Regions from separate parts of the Sus scrofa genome. Here regions 1, 2, 3, 4 and 5 are each linked to region 6. The links are chromatin contacts, called in public HiChIP or PLAC-seq maps. All regions are on one chromosome and are shown on one strand. The core of a region is the stretch at or near the end of the contact, and the rest is flanking DNA. Distances in the headings are between cores, read along the strand shown. Region 1 has its middle 150 kb from the start of MIR9840. Region 2 has its middle 170 kb from the start of MIR9840. Region 3 overlaps TBC1D1 (TBC1 domain family member 1). Region 4 overlaps TBC1D1 (TBC1 domain family member 1). Region 5 overlaps LOC106504622 (a long non-coding RNA gene). Region 6 overlaps KLF3 (Kruppel like factor 3).

Evidence for each region. HiChIP or PLAC-seq counts read pairs in DNA pulled down with a chosen protein or histone mark.
Region 1: a contact with region 6 is called in an H3K27ac HiChIP or PLAC-seq map of alveolar macrophages. The contact joins two enhancer-like sites. A contact is called at or near these places in 3 of 47 Hi-C or Micro-C datasets (heart right ventricle and liver) and 2 of 2 datasets of contacts at active chromatin or transcription factors (alveolar macrophages and skeletal muscle).
Region 2: an H3K27ac HiChIP or PLAC-seq map of alveolar macrophages shows a contact between it and region 6. The contact joins two enhancer-like sites. A contact is called at or near these places in 3 of 47 Hi-C or Micro-C datasets (heart right ventricle and liver) and 2 of 2 datasets of contacts at active chromatin or transcription factors (alveolar macrophages and skeletal muscle).
Region 3: a contact with region 6 is called in an H3K27ac HiChIP or PLAC-seq map of alveolar macrophages. The contact joins two enhancer-like sites. A contact is called at or near these places in 5 of 47 Hi-C or Micro-C datasets (embryonic fibroblasts, epiblast stem cells, fibroblasts and 2 more) and 2 of 2 datasets of contacts at active chromatin or transcription factors (alveolar macrophages and skeletal muscle).
Region 4: a contact with region 6 is called in an H3K27ac HiChIP or PLAC-seq map of alveolar macrophages. The contact joins two enhancer-like sites. A contact is called at or near these places in 13 of 47 Hi-C or Micro-C datasets (adipocytes, embryonic fibroblasts, fetal heart ventricle and 10 more) and 2 of 2 datasets of contacts at active chromatin or transcription factors (alveolar macrophages and skeletal muscle).
Region 5: an H3K27ac HiChIP or PLAC-seq map of skeletal muscle shows a contact between it and region 6, with 13 times the contacts expected there. The contact joins two enhancer-like sites. A contact is called at or near these places in 26 of 47 Hi-C or Micro-C datasets (adipocytes, adipose tissue, alveolar macrophages and 14 more) and 2 of 2 datasets of contacts at active chromatin or transcription factors (alveolar macrophages and skeletal muscle).

The regions. Positions count from the first base shown.
Region 1 is chr8:29,701,044-29,705,313 of Sscrofa11.1, forward strand. No RefSeq gene overlaps it. Among named protein-coding and RNA genes, the nearest start is that of MIR9840, 150 kb to the left of the region's middle. Within about 2 kb of position 1,723, at least 8 of the 83 cell types and tissues checked have an H3K27ac peak or open chromatin away from gene starts, as enhancers often do. A contact at or near this core is called in alveolar macrophages, where this site is marked.
Region 2 is chr8:29,718,145-29,722,261 of Sscrofa11.1, forward strand. No RefSeq gene overlaps it. Among named protein-coding and RNA genes, the nearest start is that of MIR9840, 170 kb to the left of the region's middle. Within about 2 kb of position 1,392, at least 36 of the 83 cell types and tissues checked have an H3K27ac peak or open chromatin away from gene starts, as enhancers often do. A contact at or near this core is called in alveolar macrophages and skeletal muscle, where this site is marked.
Region 3 is chr8:29,582,278-29,586,179 of Sscrofa11.1, forward strand. All of the region lies in intron 20 of TBC1D1 (TBC1 domain family member 1), which reads left to right. Among named protein-coding and RNA genes, the nearest start is that of MIR9840, 35 kb to the left of the region's middle. Within about 2 kb of position 1,459, at least 27 of the 83 cell types and tissues checked have an H3K27ac peak or open chromatin away from gene starts, as enhancers often do. A contact at or near this core is called in alveolar macrophages and subcutaneous adipose tissue, where this site is marked.
Region 4 is chr8:29,531,471-29,535,760 of Sscrofa11.1, forward strand. The region is part of intron 14 of TBC1D1 (TBC1 domain family member 1); the gene reads left to right. Among named protein-coding and RNA genes, the nearest start is that of MIR9840, 15 kb to the right of the region's middle. Within about 2 kb of position 3,036, at least 39 of the 83 cell types and tissues checked have an H3K27ac peak or open chromatin away from gene starts, as enhancers often do. A contact at or near this core is called in alveolar macrophages, mesenteric adipose tissue, omental adipose tissue and 3 more, where this site is marked.
Region 5 is chr8:29,758,089-29,761,974 of Sscrofa11.1, forward strand. It overlaps LOC106504622 (a long non-coding RNA gene), which reads left to right. Exons shown (of 3, transcript XR_002346602.1): 2 at 734-806. Among named protein-coding and RNA genes, the nearest start is that of MIR9840, 210 kb to the left of the region's middle. Within about 2 kb of position 2,098, at least 17 of the 83 cell types and tissues checked have an H3K27ac peak or open chromatin away from gene starts, as enhancers often do. A contact at or near this core is called in alveolar macrophages, omental adipose tissue and skeletal muscle, where this site is marked.
Region 6 is chr8:30,039,218-30,043,027 of Sscrofa11.1, forward strand. KLF3 (Kruppel like factor 3) reads left to right here. Exons shown (of 6, transcript NM_001134352.2): 2 at 1,426-1,521. The coding sequence starts at 1,465. Among named protein-coding and RNA genes, the nearest start is that of KLF3, 16 kb to the left of the region's middle. Within about 2 kb of position 2,169, at least 21 of the 83 cell types and tissues checked have an H3K27ac peak or open chromatin away from gene starts, as enhancers often do. A contact at or near this core is called in alveolar macrophages, mesenteric adipose tissue, omental adipose tissue and 3 more, where this site is marked.

The sequences.
Region 1 (4,270 bases), core at 473-2,972, 340 kb before region 6:
TTTAAAGTTCTGGGTATTTGCAGTCATCAGAGGTCACTTCACCAGCTGGCTAACTCATGGGTTGTTGCAGAGACCTTGAGGAAGCAAGCAATTTTGCAAGTGTCCTACTCTCTCTCTCTCTCTCTCACACACACACACACACACATACACACCCACACACGGTCAAGGAAAATGGATGAATTGACTTTGGAGGTTTTCTAGCTCTTCTAAACAAAGTGGTCAGTTCTTCTCTGGATGCTTTTTAAAATTTCCTTGGGATTAAGGCACCTTAGGACCTAAGCTGAATTTATTTCCGAAGTCTCCTTCCACGTTAATCTGGTTCCTACATAAAACTTTCTTGAAGGTTGGAAAACAGGGTAAAAATGACGGTATAAGAGAAAACAGAGACAGCCATGTGTGGTATGAAGTGTGAGTAAATTCACATCCTCTCAGGGAACATAGGCATGGCAGAGGGACAGTGGAGATGAAATTGCAGGTGAGAAAACTGTGTTGAAAACTAGAGAGAAGTGCTTGAGGTAAGAGGTAAAGCGTACATTTGAGTGGCTCTAGGAGATACTACCTAGGTGGGTTATGGGACTACACTTCTAGAAATTCCTTTAGAAAAGAGAATATTCTCCTGACTACTTTAATTCCCTCGAGAGGCAGCAGAGTGGGTAGCATAATCTTTATGGGGATGCTAATTTTTATTCCCTCAATTTTCTGATTTCCCTTTCTGGCAGTATCTGAAAAGGTCATACTTTCTGTTGGCCACCTTCCTCTTATTAGTCAAAATCCTTTAAAATTTCGCCTTCTCCACAGAGCCTTTTTAAGCAAACTAGAAATAGATTTTAAAGTCTATTTTTTTTTCTTTCCTGAAGAAAGAGAGGGAACTGACATTTCATAAGGGCCTCCAAAGCGCCAGCTCAGTCTTGGCGCCTTGGTTTATCTTACTTCATCAAATCTTCATGATGGCTGTGTCTACGTGTTCAGTATATTTCATTTATTTTATGTATATTTCAGATGAGGAAATTTTAGAAAGATTGAATCATTTACCAATGGCTATGAAAATTAACCCAAATAATTAACTCTAAAATTCATGTAATTAACACTAAAACTCATACTTTTTCCCTATTTCGTACTGCTTCTAAACTTGCCCTCTTTTTGCACACATATAGACAGACATGCAGACAGACAGACACACAAAACCTAGCTTCGACATTGAACAAAATGTAAAGATTTTTATTTGTACCTACATAATATACCTGTACTATTTGTAAGAACTATTTTTAAGCTTTCTGTGACTGGCTCAAATACCGAGAGCCCACATACACATTGAGGGAAGGGACCTTTTCATCTGTTTCTATTCCTCCTCCCAGCAGCCACCTTGGCTTTAGCCCACACAGTGCCTGCACTCAGTAGATGTTAGTACATGTTTGATACCCAACTGAGGAGAAGGGACCTAACCACTGAATTAGCTTTTTCATTAGTCTTCAAAAATCCTGGCAAGGAAGCCCATGAGAGTGTGTCCCATTTATAAAGGAGAACCCACTATAGATGCCTTTAATTAATCTGGCATCGAAGCTGCTCTTTTAGAAATTAAATGTCCTAACTGGTATTCTAATTTAGAAATCTCAATATTTTAAAAGGAACTGGAGGTCTTTGTCAACAGCTGAGGATATGACTGGGCACTGTGACCTGGCCTTGTCAAAGTCCTTTCAAGGCTATGAGATTGTAATACATGATGAGTCAGGGCCAGAACTAATGCTGGTGACGTCAGGCTGATCCATTTCAAGGGCCTGAATGTTACACGGGCAGCATATGCTGTTTTGCATATCTTATGGGATTCCAACCACAACTGACTATTAACTAGATTTTTAAATATTTCTCTTATGTTACCATGTTAGACTATTTTGTCAGCCCATCATGGATTTAGAGACGTGCATTAGTCAGGGTTCCAGCAGGAATAAGGGGGTATGAGCAAAGGGGAGTAATTGCGAAGTGTTTTATTTTTTATTTTTAATTTTTTTGGCCACTCCTGTGGCAAGCAGACGTTCCCAGGTGAAGGACTGAACCTGTGCCAGAGCAGTGACCCAAGCCACAGCAATGACAATACCAGATCTTTAACCTGCTAAGCCAACAGGCAACTCCCAGAAGAGTATTTTAAAGGGACAGTTTACCAAGGAGTGTGGAGTTAAGGGGAACTGACCAGGGATGGAGCAGGTGCCAGGATGGATTAGCAACACTGAGGAGGAGGTTCCGCCCTTGGCCTGAAAGGACAAGAAGAAAGATTGGTCACTGGAACCTGGAGGAAACTGCTGTGTGCAGAGGGCCACTGTGACCTTCAAGTAGCCACAGGCAGCAACCTCGAAAGGGATGAGCTGGAGAAACCAACATTTTGACTTCACTCTTTTCCTACCCTGTCCTCTCGCCCATTGGTTGGACTCCTCCTGGGGCAGTTGAGACAAGTCAGCATTTCCAGGGACCAGGGCAGAGAGAAGGAGAGGGGAGAGAACTGACCTGTGGGCACACGGAAATGTGCAGTGAAGCAGCATTCCTCACCTCTTCTTGTTGGAGACTGTCTCTACCAGATGTTAAAAGAGTTCTTTAGGAACAGCAGAGAGGTTGGGTGAGAAGATACGTTTGGAGAACACTGGGTTAAGAGAAATTAAAGAGACCTTTACTTCAGGGCCTCTTAGGAGCTCTGAAATATGCATTGTGGTTCTTTAATGGACCACACCTCATTGGTCCAGTAGTTTGCCAGGCCACACTATTTCCCAAACTTAATTAGCCATGACCATGGATGCTTTACTGTAAGAAGTATCTCATAGCTCTCGCATCATGAAGAGCTTGCTTTAGTTTAAAACCTATTGATTAAAGGCGAAAGCAAACAAACAAAAAGACTGAAAGGAAAATTAATCAGGAAATCTTGGAAGCTGTCTTTGCTAAGTTCAAGGCAACCATACAATTTTTCACAGTTAATGAAAAGTGACCCCAAACAAAAATGGAGCATCACCTTGTATTTTACTAGTCTGCATTTGGCTTTGATGTGCAGGAGTGAGAGGCCTCATGTAGAGAAGGCTGGGCCAAGGCCCATGATGTCAGCCCCACATGGGTCTAGCTGGTGATGCTGTCACTCTCTTCTTTTTTGCCAAAACACGGCAAATGCCAGTTGCCTCTCAAGACCACCCACGGTTGCCCCATTACCCGCTGCATGTGGGTGGCCTCTCTGTACTTGGCAACAGGCCAGCCTGATTCTCACATTGGCATTGGCTGATCTGGCCATCCAGTCAACTCATCTTGGTTTTCCTTATCACTCAGCTCTCTGAGACACAGTATGGAAAAACCAACCAACTAACTGCTTATCTTGTTGATTGATCACCAACTGCATAAGTAGTAGTTTCCTTGATAATATTACTAACAATCCTCTAGTCATCTAGAGTCTTTTACTTCTCTTAAAGATCCCCAAGTTGGAGTTCCTGTCATGGCTCAGTGGTTAATGAATCTGACTAGGAACCATGAGGTTGAGGGTTCGATCCCTGGCCTTGCTCAGTGGGTTGAAGATCTGGCATTGCCATGAGCTGTGGTGTTGGTTGCAGATGTGGCTCGGATCCCGAGTTGCTGTGGCTGTGGCGTAGGCCAGTGGCTACAGCTCCGATTTGACCCTTAGCCTGGGAACCTCCATACGCCGCGTGAATGGCCCTAGAAACGGCAAAAAGACAAAAAAAATCCCCATGTTTTCTTCTAGAAGCATCACAACAGCTCTGGGACATAATTTTGGGTCTTTACCAGTAGAGAAACCAAGTCTCAGGAACTTGAAGAGACTTACTCAAGGTCACTTGGCAGCGTTGGGACTGGAAATTGGGTCTTTTGGTCTAGAAAATACAAAAAGACCAAAAAAAAAAAAAAAAAACCCCACAAAAAACCCATTTCTACTCTTCACTGCTTCTAATTCTTCTTCTTCTTCTTTTTTTGCTTTTTAGGGCTGCACCTGCGGCCTGTGGAGGTTCCCAGACTAGGGGTTGAATCTGAGCTGTAGCCACTGGCCTACCCACAGCCACAGCAACGCAGGATCCAAGCCGTGTCTGTGACCTACACCACAGCTCATGGCAACACCGGATCCTTAACCCACTGAGCAAGGCCAGGGATGGGACCTGTGTTCTCATGGATGCTAGGCAGATTCATTATCCACTGGGCCATGCCAGGAATGCCCTTCACTGCTGCTAAGAGGGCTTGGCAAGGCATGGATTTATGAAGTGGAGTGGGGGGTGGGGGTGTTGTAGAGATCCATTCA
Region 2 (4,117 bases), core at 142-2,641, 320 kb before region 6:
ATAAGGAAAGAGCAGGGGGAGTTCCCCAGCAGCTCTCTGATAACCTCGCCTCAGCTGTCCCATTTCCCTTTGACTCCCCCTGGTTTTTTGTTTCCTGGCGCAGAGCAAGTGCTTTCGTTCCTGACTCTGTTTTTCTGACATAATCTGATCAGAACGGGGGAATTCTCCGTGAGAGCACGCTGATTCATTCTGCAAAGCAGTGCCTGACAGCACCTCCTGCGTCCAGCTGTCTCCCAGATGCTGGGCACAGAGCACAGAGCAAGACTGAGAAAACCCCAGCCTCAGGAGGCCACATTCCAACCAAGGTCTTTGATTTGAGTTAACAGAGCAGAGTGACATGTCCCAAAGAGAAACCTCTTGCCGGATCTGAGAGACTGTGTTGACTATGAAGGTGAGCTACGCGTTTAGGGTAGATTGAGAGGTGTGGCCTGGGTCTCTGAGAGGTGTCTAAGTTTTCCCTAAGGGCTGGAGGCATCCGTCCATCCAGGGCTCTCGGGGCATAATTCTCATCCCTAGGATTCGGTGGGTTTCCAGAGTCTGAGGTGTCGTATTCACTCCTGGGTTAAACTTGGCTGTAAGAGAATGTTCTACACTTGAGAAATTCATCTGGGGGGAGAAATGAAACCAAGAGCCAACTTCTTCATCCTCTCTGGTAATCCACCTGTTACTTGCTCTCCTAGAAGCCTGGGCTTTCTCTTCAAATCCCTTCATTTTTATAGGGTTGTTAGTTTAATAATCTCTCCCTCCTCCTCCTCCTCTCTCTCTCTCCCTCCCTCCCTGATCTGTGAGCTCATCAGGGCAGGGCTTCCTCTGGCTTGCTCACTGCTTATCTCTAGAAGTTCCTTTCCTGCCTGACACACTGTGACACTCTTAAAATGGGGGCCGGGGGTAGAGGTGAGGGAATAAATCCTGAGCTATTGCTTAGACCTGCAGTGCTTGTGCTTTTGAGGTTTTTATCGTAGGGCAGATGAGTTTTATTTTTGAAATGTATGGCCTAATGTAGTCCTTATCAATATTTTTTACACTCTTCTTTCAATTTTTGGAGTAAATCTTATTTCATTACAAGGAACCACTGCCAGAGTCCCCGTCATGGCTCCGTGGTAATGAGCCCGACCAGTATCCATGAGGATGCAGATTTGATTCCTGGCCTCACTCAGTGGGTTAAAAGATCTGGCATTGCTGTGGCTGTGGTGCAGGCCTGCAGCTACAGCTCTAATTTGATCCCTGGCCTGGGAACCTCCATGGGTGTGGCCCTAAAAAGACACAAAACAAAACAAAACAAAACAAGACAAGGAACCACTGCCTTTTTTTAAGGAGTTTCCCCCAGGGCAGGAAATTTGCATTCTGTGCCTGGCTCTGCCTCTAATCAGTTAAGCAACCTTGAGTCAGTGCCCTTGCCTCTCTAGCCTTGAACGTTCTCCTTGAAGCAGCAACTGATTGGTCTTCATGATCCTGTAGGTCCCCCCAGCTCTAAAATGCCAACTCTATTCAGCCAGACCTGGCACTTCAGCAAGGGCTCTGCATGAGGTGTTAGGGGGGCAGTGGGGATCTGCCAGGAGTTTCTTTTCAGGAGCAGAGGATGATAAGGAGCCATCAAGTGTCACGTCCACCTATCTAAGTTGCCCAACCATCCCTCCACAGTGATGTTGGGGGAAGTGCCATCAACCACAGAAGCCTGACACCTGCCAATTCTGCCGATGGGTGGGTTGTTGGGATCATTTTCCAGGCCTGCTGAGACATCAGGCTTCCTCATGTACATGCTGGGGCCGCTCAGATATCTTCGGACTCATGACCCCTCTTTGATACTCTGCAAACAGACCCCCTAAAACCTCCTCTCCAGTGCCCGATGTCTAGATATCTTCTAGATCTTGCCCCTTCTGGACTTCCTTTGGAGTGGGTATGGTGATTCATGGACCACACACACTGGCCATCTAATTTTCCAGCTGGGCTCATGCCTTCTACTCCCTAGCCCGGGCCTTGCCAGCTCCCTGTAGACCTGTCAGCACACTGATGGTTAAGATTTCATTCCTCAGGGGCTGCATTTCAACTCAGCTATTCATTTACTTTGAACAAGAGGCCACATAACCACTCTCCATGCCTGGGTTTTCTCAACTGGAAAACAAAAATTAAAAGCAAACTTTGGCTTATATTTTCTGTGAAACGGCATTGGCTGTCAAAGTAATTGGTCACCAGGAGTCACACTGGAGGGAGCTTCTTTTTTTTTCCTTTTTCTTCTCCTTCCTCCTCCTCCTTGACCTCCACTCTTCTTCTTCTTCATTCCCCTACTTTATCTTTTTCTAATGTGACATTGGAAAACACGGATCTTCACTCACACACACACACACACACACACACACACACACACACACACAGAAGTGCTGGAAAACTGAGAAAAGTTTAATCATTTTTTGTAAAATTGAATGCCTGTGTATTTACCACCCGAGTCAATAAACAGTATAGTGTCCGCTCCAGAAACTTCCCAGGTGCCCTTTCCAAGAGTAAGCTCTTCTACCCCCCAACTGGAACCATGACCCTGAATTTTATCGTTTTCTCTTTGTTTAAAGGCCAGACAGAGGTTTCTTTACTGCTTCCATAGACTTCTTCATTCAACAGCACTAATGGCTAGTGTCCATGCAGCGCTTCCCATGTGGCAGGCAAGTTTAGAGCACTTGACAACGCCCAACTGTTTTCATCCCTACAGCAACCTTATCAGAGTGCTGTTAGGGTTGTGCTGATGAGGAAACTGAGGCACAGGTGGTGAAGTAAATTGTCCAGGGTCACACAGCTAGTAAGGAGCCTGGATTTGAACCCAGAGAGTCTGACTCAAGACTGCACTCCAATCAACTGTACTGCTTCTCATTAAATGGGATCTGGAAACTGCACTGAAATTCTGAGACCTGTAAAGCCCCTCTCACAGACGTATAAGAATATTATAGGAGCAATATTATAGCCTTAGGACTGAGGGAACCCAACTCTCCTTCCATGTTTGCAGTGAAACTAATTTAGTTCTGTGTGTGTGTGTGTTCCCTTTCGGGACTTCATGCTCCTATCAAGGTTCAGTTGACAGCATCACCTTTGGTGGTCTCTTCCAATACCTATGGGGCTAAATTTCCCAAGGCCCAAGCCCCTTCGGAGGCTGACTCTCATTACCAGGATGTCATAACTCAGCTCTTTCCAAAGATTTTGCCACAAAGGACTCCTTTCCTTTTCTTCTTCTTTTTTTTCGTCTTACTTTTTAGGGCCACACCTGAGGCACATGGAGGATCCCAGGCTAGGGGTCGAATCGGGGCTTACTGCTGCCAGCCTACATAACAGCCACAGCAATGCAGGATCTGAGCCGTGTCTGCAACCTACCCCACAGCTCACAGCAACACCAGATCCTTAACCCACTGAGCGAGGCCAAGAATCAAACCCGCAATCTCGTGGTTACTGGTCAGATTCATTTCTGCTGCACCACAACAGGAACTCCAAGGACTTCTTAGCTTTATTTCCTCTGCTTTGACTAAGTAAAAATAAAAGTCCCCCTTTCTTGGCATGTTGCAGTATTTAAAGACATAGATCTATCAAACCTGACTTCTGATCACCAGGAGATTAACTCATAACCAGTGAAGCTCAGTTCTTATGCTTATTAGCTGTGCCAGCAGGTGATAGGCAAGAACAAATCTGATTCCATGTTGCATTTGTTTCTTTTACTTTAACCTTTGTATTCTATTGCTTTTGCTGCAAGAATGTAGCCTGAGATATTCAGGATACCCCTTCTCAAGGCTCTGACCTTCAAAGGTGTAACACTTTTCCATTCATATAGAGATAAAAAGTTGCAGACCTGAGAAGAACAGTCTTGTCAGAGGTTTCCAGGAAAGTCATGACTGCTGCACAGAGAACAGCTGCAAAAACAAAGGATTCTGACACCAAGAAGTTTGCAGCAAACAAACACACCCCCTCCCTTTTAGTAGGAAAAAAACCCCTAAATTCTAACTTGGATAAGGTGGTTCTTTGGGACATAATCCACCATCTTCTCAGTCGGCTGGCTTTCCAAATAAAGTCACTGTTCCTTACCCCAACAACTCAGTGTACTGGCCTGTCATGCAGTGAGCAGTACCAACCTGGACTTGGTACA
Region 3 (3,902 bases), core at 209-2,708, 460 kb before region 6:
GAGAGGACAGTTTTTTGTGTGCAGACCTGAGTTGTTTCAGGCATCTATTTTGAACTTGGTATCCTTTATTTCCATGGCTCCTTTACAGCCGTGCGTGGCATCATAACCTCCAGCTTCGTAGAGGGGACGCTGGGCACAGAGGGAGCAACATGCCCTGCACCCTGTCCAAGGTGGCAGAGCTGAGAGTGTCATGTGTGCACAGATACCAGAGCCCATCTAGTGCAGAAAGTGAGCATGTCAGTTGGTAATTGCAAGTGTGGTGGGGGCTCCAGTAGTGTGTGTGCATGTGCTGTGCAAGAGCCAAGGGAGCGGTGCGTGCAGGGTGAGAGCAGTGAGTGGGGCTGGTGGGGAGCTGAGGGAGTTGAGCTCGGCTGGCCTTATCTGCTGAGGGCCAGACAGGAAGTGTTTTAGGCTTTGTGGGCTGTAAGGTCCCATAAGGTCAGCTCAGCCTCTGTAGCATGAATGTGCAGGAATGAAGTGACTGTGTTGCAGTAAAGCTTTATTTGCAAACACACAGTGGGACAACCTCGGTCCACAGGCTGCAGTCGGCTGACCCCCATCACAGCACGCACAAAGGCATGGGAGCAAGAGAGAAGTTCCAGACGAGGGTTCAGCTTTCCCCGCGAAGGTGCGGACATTGGGCAGGGCATGTAGGGCCCCAACATGTGTCTCTGAGTCCAGGTTAGCAGCCTGCGGAAGGTCTCCCGGGAAACAGGCAGCTCTCCACCTGCCTTCCCTCCCATGTGCTCCATCTGGAGCTTGACCTCTGAGGCCTCTGTCAGGCTTTCTGACTTCTCGTTGCCCCTCCCCTCCGCTCCCTGCAGAGGGCGCTCTAGTCTCAAGTTCTACTCCGAGGGTGAGGCCCAAGGTACAGCCTGATTTCTCTGCAGCCTTAGAGTCCACAGGGTGGAAGTGATACTGCCTTCCTTGCGCACAGACGAGCGTGTCATCCTGTGTGTGGAAGGATGGAGGGAGAGCCCTCTGTGATAGCCACAGCTCTGTTTCTGAGCGCTCTCTGGGTGGCAGCCTCAACTCCATTTGGGACACTGTTGCACCCAGGGTCGGCCGAGAACCCAAGGACAGGGCCCTGGAGCTCCCACTCAACACTGAGAGCCGCCACTGAGACAAGGGTCAGTTGACTAAGCCATAAAAATCCCCTCACAAAAGCGGGGGAGGCCCTCAGAATACACAGAAACAAAGAAGGACTGCCAGGGTTGTCTTATCACAGCGAGTGCCGCCTGCCCAGGCAGCCTCGGTTCAGGGTTCAGCGTGAGGAAAAGCGCAGGTGCAGGGGCTTCAGGAGACGGGCAGAGAGCCTCTGTCCGTGTCCTAGGGGCCCTGTTCAGAGCGCGGCCCCAGACACACCCCATCGTCAGGTCACATAGGAACTCCCGCAGAACCGGCCCCCGCCCCAGACCTGCTGAGTCAGAGCTGCATTTCACCAAGATCCCCAGGGGAGTCTCGGCCCGGGGCCTCAGCAAGCCCGGCGCTTCCCGGGAAACGCACTGGACAGCTCTCTTCCTAGTTGCGCTTGGAGGAGAGAAACCAGAATCTGAACGAGGTTCCTTTGTTCAGAAGGTGCTCCTCAAAGTCACAGTGGCCCCTTCTGCCTTGCGAGGAGCCCTTGCTGTTTGGGGAGTGTGCATCGTTGAAAATTAGTTTTTGAAAGGCTGGTCGGTGCCGCACCAGGAGGATGGGGAGGGCGGCTTTCCTGCTGGCTTTGTTTAGAGTCTCGTGAGTGTGGCAGTAATAAAAAGCAGAGCAGCTTTTAGACGGGTTTGTTGTCATGTTTCAATTCAAGCACTGCGCCCCGAAACCTGGGCAGATGCTCCACCCTCCAGCTCTTGGTGCCACTGAGACCACCAGGTGGTGGGGGGAGGGTCTGGGGTGGGGAGGGTGGAAAATACGTGGCCTGTTCTGCAGCCGTCAGAGTTGATGGCTTCGTTACAGCGCGTCCATGGACGGCAAAGAGAAACACTGAGGCTCCGATAGCAGATGAGCCAAGAACATAAAGGGCTTCACAAAAGGTGACTCACTTAGCAAACAAATATCTGGGAGACTGTTTAGCTTCGTGCATAATTTAAATTTAAATAACATATAATGCCTTTTACCTTTCTAGAGGAACAACATGAAACACTGACATGCCAATACCCAATGCCAAGGGTATACTGTAACTGGCACATTCTTATGTTGCTCTCGGCATTGTTGTTGATTATTCCCATTTGGAAAGCAATTTGGCAGTGTGTGGCATGAGCCAGTACAATATTCATACCCTTTGACCCAATAATCCCATTTCTTGGAATGTATGCTTAGGCAATAGTCCTAAATCCAGGAAAAGCCTGGATGTTTAGAGTTGTCATGTATGACAAATTTGAAGTAACTAGATAGCCAGCATGTGATGCCTGGATTAACATGGTGATTGACGGTCGAGTTGGTAGAATACCATGAAGTCATTATAATGACAGTTGTGAAGAACATACAGCGACGTGAAAAAGCGTTGTTCAAGGACCATGGCAGTCCTGTCATGGCCAGCCACACACTGCCATGGCCAGGGATAAATTCCCAGGCAGAACTGCAAGATCAAGGGTAATGAAGCAATTAAGCAGAGATGACTGACCCAGGACGGTTCCTCAGCTGAGAGCGCTTACTTAGGGGCTCATCAATCCCTATCAAAGGCCAGCAGTTTCATCCCCAGGTTTTCCAGGTTAGGCGCTCATTTAAAAACCTTTCTCTGTGGGAGAAAAACAGTGTGTGTGTGTGTGACGTTTATTCCACACCGTGTTTTATAATACACACTAATGTCTCGGCAATCTCGGTTTTAATGTGTGTGGTTTTTACTGTTTGAGCTATTCAGAAGTTCCATGATGTGGCATCCTTTGTAATTTTGCTGCACACACACACACAAAAAGTGAGGCTTTCATGGCAGGTGTGTGGAAGCAGACCCCTTAGCTCAGTGGGCAGCAGCTCAGCTTGCCCAGCTTGTGTCTCATCATTCCCCCAGTGATGCCAGGAGGCAGGTGTTACCACCCCTACGCTGGAGGCCAGGAACAAGGCCGGGAAGGGTCAGGCAACTTGCTTAAGGTCATTCCAGGAGTCGCCAGTGGAGCCCCCATTCAAGGGCTGACTCAAAGCCTCTGAATCAATTTTCTTGATTCTGGAATGGAGACGATAATCCCTGCTGACGTCATGGTCCCTCTGAGGGACAACAGAGAGTCCGATCAATACAGTAACTACACGCATGCACGCAGACACACAGATGCAACATGTATTATTAGTTTTTCAGCGTAGAATGACTTTTGTGCCCAATTAGTAGTGGCCATTGAATTAAATTGGAAACCAGGAAGCTGAAAAATTAAAGATGAGAAAATAAGGTTGCCGGAAATGGTGAGAAAGTCAGCATGGACTTTGAAAATTGATTTCAGAAAAGATAGGACTCCTTCAAGCTTGAATGCTAATAGGATGTCAAAGGAAATGAATTTTTCATTGATTTTTAACTGTGTTGGAGTTTCTTAAGGAATATAGTGAAGCATCAGTTTCTGCTCTTATAAAGACTAATTTCGTTCTTGAGGTGTGCGTTCTGACCGTGCTGGGGTTTTTCGTCTGGTGGCTGGATTCTCAGGTCTGTGCCGCAACCTCATGCCTGGGGCTGCAGCAGCCTCTGCCTTCGGACCCCCTCTTCGCCCGCTTCCTCCCCCTCACTCACCCAGAGAAAGTGCACACAGGAGCAGCTCACTCACTGGGGCACTTTGGGGTTGTTTTTCACACAAGTGGTTTTTTAATCACTGTTACTATTATGGGAAGGCAGGCAGCTCGGGCATTGTTTCGTATTCACTCATCTATGTGGGTGACCTTTGGGTTTTGGCTCATTTCTGCATATCTTATGTGCAGAGGAGGGTTTTTTA
Region 4 (4,290 bases), core at 1,786-4,285, 510 kb before region 6:
TTAACCATTTTTAATCATGTAGTTCAGTAGTGTTAATTATATTCACATTGCTGTGTAATGGGTCTGCAAAATCTTTTATTCTTGGAAACCGAAATTCTGTACCATTAAACAGTAGCTCTCTGTTCCTCATCCCCCGCCCCACCCCCACCATTCCACTGTGCATGGGTTTGGGTACTTCGGTTGCCTCATCTAAGTGAAATCATACAGTGTTTGTCCTTCGATACAGTTTATGTCCGCTGTATTTCACTTAGCATGGTGTTCTCAAGGTTCATCCACATTAAAGCATATATTAGGGTTTCTTTCCTTTTTAAGGCTGCCTAATCTTCCACTGTATTATAAACCTTTTGTGTAACTGTTCATCTCTACCTGGGTATTTAGATTGTTTTTACTTTTTGGCTATTGTGAATAATGATGCAATGAATATGGTGTGTAGGTATCTTTTCTGAGATCCTGCTTGCAATTCTTTTGGATATGTACCTAGAAATGGAATTGCTGGATCATATGGTAGTTCCATTTTTAATTTTTTGGAGGACTCTCTAAACTGTTTTCCATTGGAGATGTACCATTTTACATTCTTACCAGTAGTACCCAGGAGTTCCACTTTCTCCACATCCTCAGCCAACACTTATGTTTAATGGGGTTTTGTTTTGTTTCGAAGTGGGCATCCTAATGGGTGCGAAGTTTTATGTCATGGTGTTTTTTTTTTTTTTTTTTTTTGTCTTTTTTGCTATTTTTTGGGCCGCTCCCACGGCATATGGAGGTTCCCAGGCTAGAGGTCTAATTGGAGCTGTAGCCACTGGCCTACGCCAGAGCCACAGCAATGCCAGATCCGAGCCATGTCTGCAACCTACACCACAGCTCACGGCAACGCCGGGTCGTTAACCCACTGAGCAAGGGCAGGGACCGAACCTGCAACCTCATGGTTCCTAGTTGGATTCGTTAACCACTGTGCCACGACGGGAACTCCCTCATTGTGGTTTTGATTTGCATTTCTCTAATGATTAATGATGTTGGGCATCTTTTCATATGCTTGTTGGCTGTTTGTATATCATCTTTGGAAAATGTCTATTCAGGTCCTTTGTCTATTTTTAAATTGAGGTATTTGGTTTTTTGCTGTTGAGTTGGAAAGTACGAATTTTTAAATCAGACTGGCCTGGGCTTAAATCCTGGCTCCTCCATGTACGAACTGTTTGACCAAAGGCAGAATCCTCAGCTGTCTCAAGGGTATGGTAATAACACCAGCCTCATAGAGCGAGGGATGTTGGGGCAACCGATGAGGAAGCAACCAGGAAATGGGAGCTAATGCCGCACGGAAGGGTGCGGGCAGCCTGTCCCTCATGGGGCTTTGGAGGATATAAAAGTAGCTGCCTACTCAGCCCCTCCACAAGTGTTAGTCACTCTTTACTTCCACGTACCCACACCTTTCTTTTTATCATCACTAGACTTTTAGGACAGGCCAAAAGATGTTCCCGGACAGTCAGAGATGCTTCGGCATGTGGAGGATGCTCATGTTGCCAAAAGGAGCCTCTCTGGGCCTCCTGGGCGGTGTGCTGGTGGTTTGCACATGGCTTCAGCTTTTTAGCAATGTGCAGGCCATCGCCTGGAGGCACAGCCCGAGGAAACCGGGGTCCTTGGGCAACAGCTCAGTGCTCCTGCTCTGCCCTGGGCGCACACCTGCGGCGACAGACCCCGCCCCACTGAGCAGCCTGTGCTCTGAATTCACAGGTGCAAAGACCTTGGGCCAAGAGGGCTGACAGATGCAGGGGTCTGGTGTCTTGTCAGTGATGGGAAACACAAGGCTGGGAGTCATTGTGAAGAGATTTGTCATTGATGTTTCACTCTTTACAGTCATCCCAGCCACAGCTTAGAACATCATGCAGCTTTCAGGACGGCCCAGAGGTTGACAAGTGCGGTGAACTGTGACCTGACCTGGCCGACTAAGCACAGTCACAGGCCCCAGAGGTCGGTTCCCTCGTGCTCACCTTCTGTGTAATTTTAAGCTGAGTGCGCTGTACTTGGCTTTTCTGTCTTATGACAGGATATTTTTGTTTGTTTGTTTTCTAAAAATCTGTCCTTTGGAGTGACAGATATAAAAAAAAGTACTCTTTCCCGGATTACTTTGTTTACTGATGAAGGCAGTCACTTTCTCCCCGGCTTTATTTTGCCCTGTGCACGTGTAGTAGCTCTCACTTCTTGCTAACTGAAGCTCAGGGTGCTGGATTTGCCACAGTTAGAGAACTGCACATTGTTGCCTCTTTAATGAGTTTTCTTGGCAAAGGCAATTATGGTAATGTGTAAGAAATTTGCTTGCTACAACAACAGTTTTCAAAGAACATTTGCAGTTGACATGTCCACTCTGAGTTACATAAACACTTAAAGTGTTTGAAATCTATTGGAGTTTTGAATGAATATCGGTGCCTGACTCTTAAGGGACGAGGCTGGCCCAGTGATAGAGAGTTTGCTTCCATTTTCTAGTTGAAAACATCAGAGCCAGAAACATTACTAAAGCTGAAACCCAAGTTTCCCAACTACCAAACAGTCATGGATGCCCCCAAAGAAGACTTCTTCCCAAGCTGCTCTTTCAGGACGTGGGCCCTTAAATAAGGAAGGCCATGAGGCTGGGGTTTTCCAGGTGGAAAGGCCACGTTTCCACATAGAACCCAGTGAGCATTGTGCTGAGGTAGGGGAAGAGCTGGCTTCACTCTTTTAAACCCCTTATTTCATAGTGTGGACTTCCCCATCCCCTCTCCCTGGTAAAGCAGAAAAGTATTTCCTAACTTTGAAGTCATGAGCTTCCTCTCATGGATTCTGCCCTTAGGTCATATCCAGATAAGCATTGTGTAATGGGCTGGGTGGGGTTAGTTTTTTTTAGTGGCAGATGTGTGAGAGGCGGGAGGGAGGGCGGAGGGCAGCCCAGTTTAGAGCTGGGGCTTTTAGCAGTCTGTCCCTTGTCAGAGGCTAAGTCAGAGTTCACTGCAGGACAGGATGGTGGTGCTGGCAGAGCCCATCGAGGGTCCCCACCCTCTGGGCGCCACCTGGGGCCTGTCCTCCCTCTCTCCCTCGGACCTCTGTCCTTGGTCACATTCTCCCCTCCCGAGCTCCTGGTAAAGACCTCTGCTTCCCATTCCCACTTTCTTCCCCTTTCTAGCTGCCCCTGCCTCCAGCATCTTGCCAGCTCTTCTTAGGGAATAGGGGACTGTGATGTGACCCCTTCTTTGTGATCCTTCTAGTTGAGTAGCTTCACATGCCCCTGCCCTGGAGATGACTCCCCAGTGTGCCCGCGCCGCCTGCCGGCTTCCTACGGGCTGGGGCTCGGCCCGCTGCGTGTGCCTTGGGGCTTAAGACTCTGCGCCCCCTTGGGACATCTCCACAGGCCGGTTGTGGACCGAGGCGATGACCCAGAGCCGCGGCCACAGAAACCCCGAATAGAGGCGCATTGACAGACTCAGTGGAAATCCCTGTCTTGGGGAAGTGGGGTTATAAGGCACCTTTTTTCCTTTTCCTTCCTTCCTTCTTTTTTTCCTATTTTTAGTGTTCCTAGTTTCTCTGTAATCAGTTGAAATATTACTTATTTCATGGGAAAAAAAGCCAGTCAGCATATCTAAAACTCTCGCTTGAGCCGGAGCGTAAAAAGCAGGGCTTCCCTTCTTGAATACCGCCGCTTGCGCCTTTGCTTTATCATTTCGGTGCTCTCTGCAGACTGGAATTCTCCCTTCCACCCCCACCCTCCTCCGTCACTGCCCTCGCTCATCCCTCGGGCCTCCGTGATGCTGCAGCTGGTCCTCCGGCCTCTCAGGATGGTTCCTGCTACACCTCAGTCTTTATCATCACGTCAGCAGGGGCCCTGATGTTGTTTTCAGTAAAAGTCCAAAAGCTGCATACACGATCCGGTCCTCACCTAGTGACAGGATGAGGGAGCTCGATCGTGTGTTATTTAATTAACACAGAGAGGTTCTGAGGGCACAGTTGTACGCTAAGCGCTGTACCAGGAATTGGTTTGAAAGTGAATAATGCTAGATAAAGGAGCATGAAGTGTAGTCAGGGAGACAAATAACAAATACTGAGGGAGGAAAAAAGGATGGGAACTGCTGAGTGTATGGATGTCGCCAAGTTCAGGGTTTGGATTGGACTGTGGCTGCAAGAGGGGAAGAGCCTTTTAAACGTCCCCAGAGGATTTCTGTTATTGTCCTGTGTTGATGCAGTGCTGTTTTGTGGCATAGGTTACAGCTTTATCAGGACAAAATGATCCTTTTCCACCCCAAGTTTTGTAAGTATCATTTAAGCACAAAT
Region 5 (3,886 bases), core at 848-3,347, 280 kb before region 6:
AGTTCTGGAATAACTGGGTGCTGACAGGTCATTTTTTCTCCATGGTGTAGCATTCTCTCATTTTTTTTTTTTCCTTCCTCAACCCAAACTATAATTTCTTAACCTGGGAAAGAAAACTTTTGCAGCAGGAGAGATAACCCGAGGGCTGGCTGGCAACAGCTTCCTTCCTAGTAAAAGAAAGAAGCAAAAAGTTCACTTTTGTCTCTACATTGGATTTGTATATAGAAGATAATTGATATTCTCTTGTGAATGGTGCTTATTTACAGAAAACATTGTTTTGGCCTTGGTTCCAAACACACATGAAATTTCACTCTAATTTGCATGCATCTATAATTTTTTTTTTTTTTTTTGGTTTAAAATGGTGACTTCCCAAGGGTATTTTTCTAGACCAGCAGAAAAGACTGAACCAAAGTTTCTTGTAAAACTACCGTGCAAGAGTTCCCGTCATGGCGCAGCGGAAATGAATCCAGCCAGGAACCATGAGGTTTTGGGATTTGATCCCTGGCCTCGCTCAGTGGGTTAAGGATCTGGAGTTGCTGTGAGCTGTGGTGTAGGTTGCAGACGTGGCTTGGATCCCATGTTGCTGTGTCTGGCATAGGCTGGTGACTGCAGCTCCGATTTGAGCCCTAGCCTGGGAACCTCCATATGCTGTGGGTACAGCCCTAAAAAGCAAAAACAAACAAACAAACAAAAAAGCTACTGTGCAGACACCTCTGCCTTTGTGCTATTCCAGGGGAAACCTCCACTCACTGTGAACACGTTTAAAAGATATAATCAGGGGAGCCAAGATGGAAATGGGCAAAATGGTAAGTTAATGGCAATCACGTTTTTTGAATTTTCATATTTCTTAGGGTTTCTCCTGAAATAGAGTGATAGCTATGAATCTCCGATGTAAAATGGTACCTGCGTGTTGACTTGGTATATTACAAGGAACTTGAGTGATCTTCTGAAATAGTTCTCATTTCTCATGGCCCAGCAAGAGTTTTACTTTACATTTGCCAACACTCTAGTGGAAATATTCAGTTGTGCATTCACCCCACATGGAGTTCCCTCTATGGGCTGGGCTTAGGACACCAAGGTGAGGACCCACCCTTGAGGAACTCAATCTGGGAAGCAAGACCTTACGTCCTGTTGGATGTGGGTTTTCATCTGGAAGTGACAAGAAGAGTGTTCTGAGAGCACGGAGGAAGAAAGACTTAATTCCATCTGGACGAGTTGGTACTTGCAGGAGTTAAGAGCCCAGGTGCTGGGTACAGGCTGCTACGATTGAATCCTGGCTTCATCGTTTTCTAGCTGTGTGACGGGGGCAAGTTTCTAAACCTACCCAAGCCCTGGTTTCAACATCTCTGTAAGGTGGGAAGAATAATGAGACCCACATCATGGATATTTTTTTTTCCCCTGTGGTTGTCAATGGGATGTACCAGCGCAAGCACTCGGTGTGTGTTGCTGAGGATCGCGGGGATGGCGGTGGGGGAGGTGGAGTGAAGATGAGGGCGAGGGGATGGAGAAGGCATCACAGATTCTACAGGGTCAGGAGTTCAGTGGGCAAAGGAGGAAAATGTGGAAGACGGAAGGACATTCCAGCTGGGGCCCTGTGTTGTGTTTTATAACAAGCCCCTGGGTGATTCTGATGCACAGTGATGGTCAAGGTCCACTGAGGCTTTTACGCAAGCGAACAACAAGCTTGGATTTTCATTTTTGGAGAGAACACATCAGTGGCTGTCGGAAGGATGGTGATGAGTCTTGAGCTCAGGGCATCGTGGGGGGAATATGCAGACAGGGAATGATGTCTGTAACAGCAGGGACACGAAGGGAGTGGGTGCCTGGAAGACATTAAAGCCTGGAGGGGACCAGATTGAAGGGTGGGGAAGAGGAGGAGGCAGGCCGAGTCCGGGGGATAGTGGACACAGGGCTTTAATGCCAGTGACTAAATGGTGCCTCTGCCGTCTTGCTGAGACCGCTCATTTGTCCCTCCCTCTGCCTCCTTCATCACTGCCAAAGTGACTGACAGCACAGATTGGCATCCTTGCAGGAGGTCTGGTTCTCCTCTGGAATGCACTGCTCTCTCCAGCCACAGCCGTCACCTCCCCCGTCGCCCCCCACGGTCCAGGGACTCATTCCACCAGCCGCGGTTACTGCCACATAGGCTGATGAGTCACTCTCCCAGAACAGCTGGTGGCCAACATACTTCTCTTGTCCACGGTTGGGGAGCACTTCCAGGCCCTGCCCCGAACCCTCCCCCACACCAAACCCTTTGGTGTGAGCTCCCTTGGCCAAGCCAGCCACCCACATCTCTGGGATGGGAGGGTCTCTGGTCCAAAATTATACTCCAATTACTGCCCTGTCTATATTTTAAGCGAGATGATTAACTCATTAGTGCTTTATTATTGCCACATCTAAGGTAGAGCGACTGTAGGAGTGAAGACAGTAGTGCTGCCGTTTTGGTAGAAATGCGGATTCCTGAGTCCTGCCATAGACCTCCTGAACCACTGGGGGGTCGGGGGGTGAGGTTAGAAACCAGGGAATTTATATTTTTAATGAGCAGCCCTGATGAGTCTTCAATTACCTAAAAAGCGATAGTGGTGGCCCTGGAATTTCTTTTGTACTATTTCCTACCCACTCTGCAGCTGGAATGACCTTACACTCTTGGGGGCCCTTCTAGCTTGCTTGGAGAAAGCTAGGGCCTCCTGTCCAGGGGGACACCCATCGCAAAGCTACCAGCTCAGCCCTATTGTTGCCCTGTTCCTTTTCTTGATCCATTAGAGGCAGCCTGCAAATTATGCACATGCACAGGCAGCAAGTCCAACATATCTGCTTAAAAAAACCAGGCATTCTCATATTTGAAATAACAGTGTTGGCTTACATTGCAATAGTCCTCTTTCAGAAGATAAATTTGCTGTACTCCCAGATTTCAAAGAGTCGTGTGGACTTATCACCCATAAGATGTTTATAAAATTATTTTCCTTGGTCGGAGTAATGAATTGCTCCTAAATGAAGTCCCCTCTCACCTTTCCCTCCAACCCCTTTCCCCCATGACTCATCAAGGCCAAGTTCAGCCAAGCGATCTGTGCCACCAGACCTCAGCTGGATACCATCCATGCACAGCTAACTGAGCCCCTGATGACATCACAGGAAGGCACCATGGTCAACGTGCTTTGAAAGAGGAGTGACAGGCATGTAGGTTCAAAAAGGATTCCAAAAAAGAAATTCGTTAGAGGGCTCTGGGTAATTGGTTTGGTTTCCTAGTTGAGCAAGTTTCCCAGAGGTGAGTGTTCACTGGGTTGAGAGCTGAGGGGATAGAAGGAGGAAAAGGCATGAGCCACACCCTTGCAGAGCCTAAGGTAAGGCTGGCAAGACGAGACATGCACTCCAAAATTCAACCCCAATACAAGGCAGTAAATGTTAACGAGTGATTGGACCTCAAATGCTGGCGCCTTTCAGAGGAGCGGGCGAGAGATCGCCTAGGGCTGGAAGTCAAGGAGGGCTGAAGGCTGCCCTGACATTTGTGGAAGGTGAGGAGAGACGGAAGGCAGTGGTGGAGCTCTGGGTAGAGATGGAGTGAGCACGAGGCACAGTGTGGGGAGAGGACAGATTCTCCTGCGGCAGTTAGTAAACGGCTCTGGATGAAGCCTGGGGCTAGGGTTGGGAATGGTAAGAGCTGAAGTTCAGGTTTCATTTCTAAACATTTACCAAATACTTATGTCAGACCATGTTCAGACCTTGACTGACATTGTGTTTGTGTCTTACGACAACCCCAAGGGGCAGGTATTATCCCATGTTCCATTTTAACGTGAGACAGGGGCTCAGAGAGGCTGGTAGCTAGCCCAAAGTCACACGGCAAGGGGGTGGAGAAGCCAGGGGAAAAACCCAGGTCTACTTATGTCCA
Region 6 (3,810 bases), core at 919-3,418:
GTCATCGTTAACAACCTCACTTCTCACCAAGGTGCTGGACACGTCAACCAAATTTGAATAGAGGAGGTAAACCCAGGAGCAAGGTGTTGAAGCTCTGGGTAGCACATGGGCAGGGATTCCGTGACCAATGAGATGCGGCTGAATGTTCAGCACGGGGCATATTTTGTCGTGTGAGGAGCAGTGGGTTTGATGTGCATTAGCGCTAGCAGCGAAACTAGTCCAGAACATAGGAGAAAAGGGGTAACACGAGCATAACACAAGAAGAGAAAGACCAAACGGGAGCAGAATGGACAGTTTCTTTGCAAGCTCAAGCTTGGCTTATTTCCTAATGAGGAGAAATTGGAGTGAACACAAGCTAATAGCCTGACTATATACACAGTGCTTAGAAGACAGTAAGAGGTGGAAGGGGGAGCTCAAGACCTGCGTGTAGGCATTTCGCAAAAGAGGAAACGTCCATGCTAAATAAAGAAGAAAACAATGCATCGTTAATAATTCAATCAATGCGGAATAAAAAGAGTTCGCCATTTTTATATGAACAGAGTGGCAATGTCTTGAGGGGTTTTTTTCTTTAATGATAACACACATGGCTGGTAGAAACGTTGGGAAGCGGGTTCTATTTTATGGATGGAAATGATAGAGTATCTGCTGGATGATACAGCAAATGCTTGGGGAAATGTGCGTGCTTCTCACTCAAGAATTCCCCTTGACACAATTGATCCTAAAAGGTCATGAGGGATGTACGGGAGGATATACGTGTCAAGACGCTCACTGCTCTCTGTCCTGGTGAAACTTTGGAAGCAAACCTGAGTGCCCCATAAAAGGAATGTTTAAAAATCTGATGGGTTCACACAGTGGCGCTGGATTTGATGGTGTGGAACCACACGTAACTGAAAAAGAAACGGTTTCCCAGGAAATCATCAAGCGAACTTATGGGAACCATATACCATGCATGCTAAAATCTATTTAAAAAGAGGGTTTGGAGGAATAAGAAGAAAAATATTCACAATAGTTAGTTCTAGGTTGTCTTCTGCCTGCCTGTTTTTGTTTTGTTTTGTTTTCCTGATTTTTCTGAAATGAGCATAAGAGGAAAAGAAAAGGTATTTCCCTCTTCCCGTTGAGCTGCACCTACTCTTCAGCAAGCTTAGCTGCTCAGCAGGGGCTGTACCTATTGTTCCAGAAACGTCGGAGTTTACGTATTTGAGTTAGAAATGGCAGTTGGCTTTCACATGGTTATGACCATGGAATCTGGTGTAAATTATATAAAATGGTATCTTTCACAGGCAAGGGGAACAAGTTCCAGCCTCTCCGAGGGCAGGGAAGAAGAAGGAATGGAGAAGGGGAGTGAGAAATGGTCTATTTTATTTTTACTAGTTTATGTTGAAAGTAACTTCAAGACTTAGACAGACACCTTGTTTTGTCTTCTAGGCCAAACACCCGAGCACCCTAGAAAGCATAATTAAAAGAATGCTCATGTTTGACCCAGTCCCTGTCAAGCAAGAGGCCATGGACCCTGTCTCGGTGGTAAGTTTTCCAAAATCGAACCCCTCTTCTTATTTATTCTAAGTGGTCATAACTTGGGGGTGGAGGGTGGGAAGCTCCTTGGACCTTTTGTGTGTAAAAATACAGTTAAGAATAAAGTGATTTGCTTAAACTCGTTTCAGCCACATGGAGCTGTGACTGCCAGGTGACTGGGGGAGAAGCTAGCCAAAGAATGAACTTGGCGGCCAGGGTGGAATTTCATTTCCCTGAGAAGAGGGAATTAGGGTCATTGTCTTTTCGACACCCTCGTGCTAAGCTACCCTTCTTGTGAGCTAGGTCCCTGTACATGCTTCTCGGGCCACCGGGGACCAGGTAATTAGGGCAGGTGTTATAAGATAGGGGCAACACCAGTGCTGTGAAGGTGGGACATGGGTGACAGCGGAAGTGTCTGACTTCAAAGCTGGTTGAACTTGAGAGGATCTGTCTGGTTTAGTGAACGCAAAATAAGGAACACACTCCCAGCTCTGTCTTGCTCTTTTCTTCCACGGGCTTGGAAGAACACTCACAAGGGGGAGAAAGAAACTTGGCTGGAGCTGGGCATCTGAAGGTTGGTAATGACACGCTTGCAAAAATTAGATCATCCTTATGCGTTGGCTGTGGAGCCTCCTGCCAAAACTGTTTATACAAGACACGGGGGGTCACTCTGAGGCCCTTGGAATGGAGTTGCCATGGAGATTACTAAACGGTGAAGTGTTTACCACTGTGTATAGTGAAAAGTTAAGTCAGAGTGGCTTGAAGGAAATAACATTTACATTCCCCACACGCTAACTGGATAACCATGTATCTGACTAAGAGCAATAAGAACTTTATTAATCAAAAAACTAAATTGATTTCTAGTGTTCTTTGTTTTGTCATGTTCATCAACCTCTTTCCCACAACTATTGTATGATCACATTGGAGGAAAATTAATGTATACAGTGTCTTCATTAATTATATCCATGAACTATGAATAGATTTTTTGGTACTGGAGGATGTGATTATTTCATAAATGATGCAGGACCATTGGTGATGGATTTTACTGTTCAGTTTACTTCCAGTGCTTTTAATCAAGCATGAGAATGTGGCACCAGAGCCTAATTTAAATCTAAAATGAAGTTGGCACCATACAATTGAAGTGCAGGGGCATGCACTGGAAAAAAAAAAAAAAAGGAAATAAAATGAATTCGAAGTAACAGTTGTGCTTGTAATGCTGTAACTTATATGAATACATGGAGTTAAAATATGGAGAAGTATTTTTGCGATTAACCGTCTTTTTCTCCTTCATGCTCTAGTCTGCAACTTCTGATGCTTATAGAATTTAATTAGGTTGTTTCACCAAAAGATAGTTTCAGTCCTTACAACGAAGTTCCCTTTTCTTAATTCGGTGCAGCCTCAGGTAACTCAAACATCTGGGGAATAGGGGCACCGTGATGATTTTACATAACAACATTCAAATTTTACCCTTCCCGCCTTCATAGGTGGAGTGTGTAAGACCTGATTTATGGTTCCTTTATTCCTTTTCTCCTTTTTCATTTCTCCTTTGACCTGAACGTTGAGGTCTTTGTTTACTCAAGCCAATGTTCTAAATGTTAAGCAGGAGGCATTCGTAAGAAGATTTGGTTTAATTCTCTATTTGAATAGAAACATTTGAGTGACTTCTCCCCCCCTTTTCTTAAAAAGTGAGAAGAGCAGAAGCAGTCTGCCTCTTTGATATCTTGTTACAGTTGAGAGAAAGCGAGGCAGTGCCATTGCTCTCTTAGATGCCTTCGTGCTGCCTACCCAACCTTGTGCCCCGAGGTAGGTGGTAAGACTCTGGATGGTCCATCCTGTTACGAAGGTGCAGCACTAGGGAGCAGAGTACAGCCTCCCCTCTGCGCCCTAGATTTCTGCTACTTGCTATCAATGCCATGTTGGCAAAACCATCCACAGCTCCCTGAGCCTCCAGTTAATTTTTCCTTATTTGTAAAATTGGAGATGATTATTTGTAAAATACGAAATGGCAGGTGTACATAAAATGCACAGTAAAGGACTCGTTCTTGCCCATGCACTACCCGAAAAGCTGAAAATTAAAGGATGTAATTCAGGAAGTGAGAAATAAAGACATTTCTTTATTCTTTCTTATTGTAGTTGTCCAGGAAGCTTACTCTTAAAGAAACTGCTTTTTCTTTTTTTTTTTCTTTTCCTTTAATGAAAATTGGCATCTAACAGGCTCCTTACAGATTGAGAAGTGCTTAAAAATCAGTAGCTTCTCTGCCCTGTTCTAACAGAAACTTTTCCTGACTTTGCTGAGCC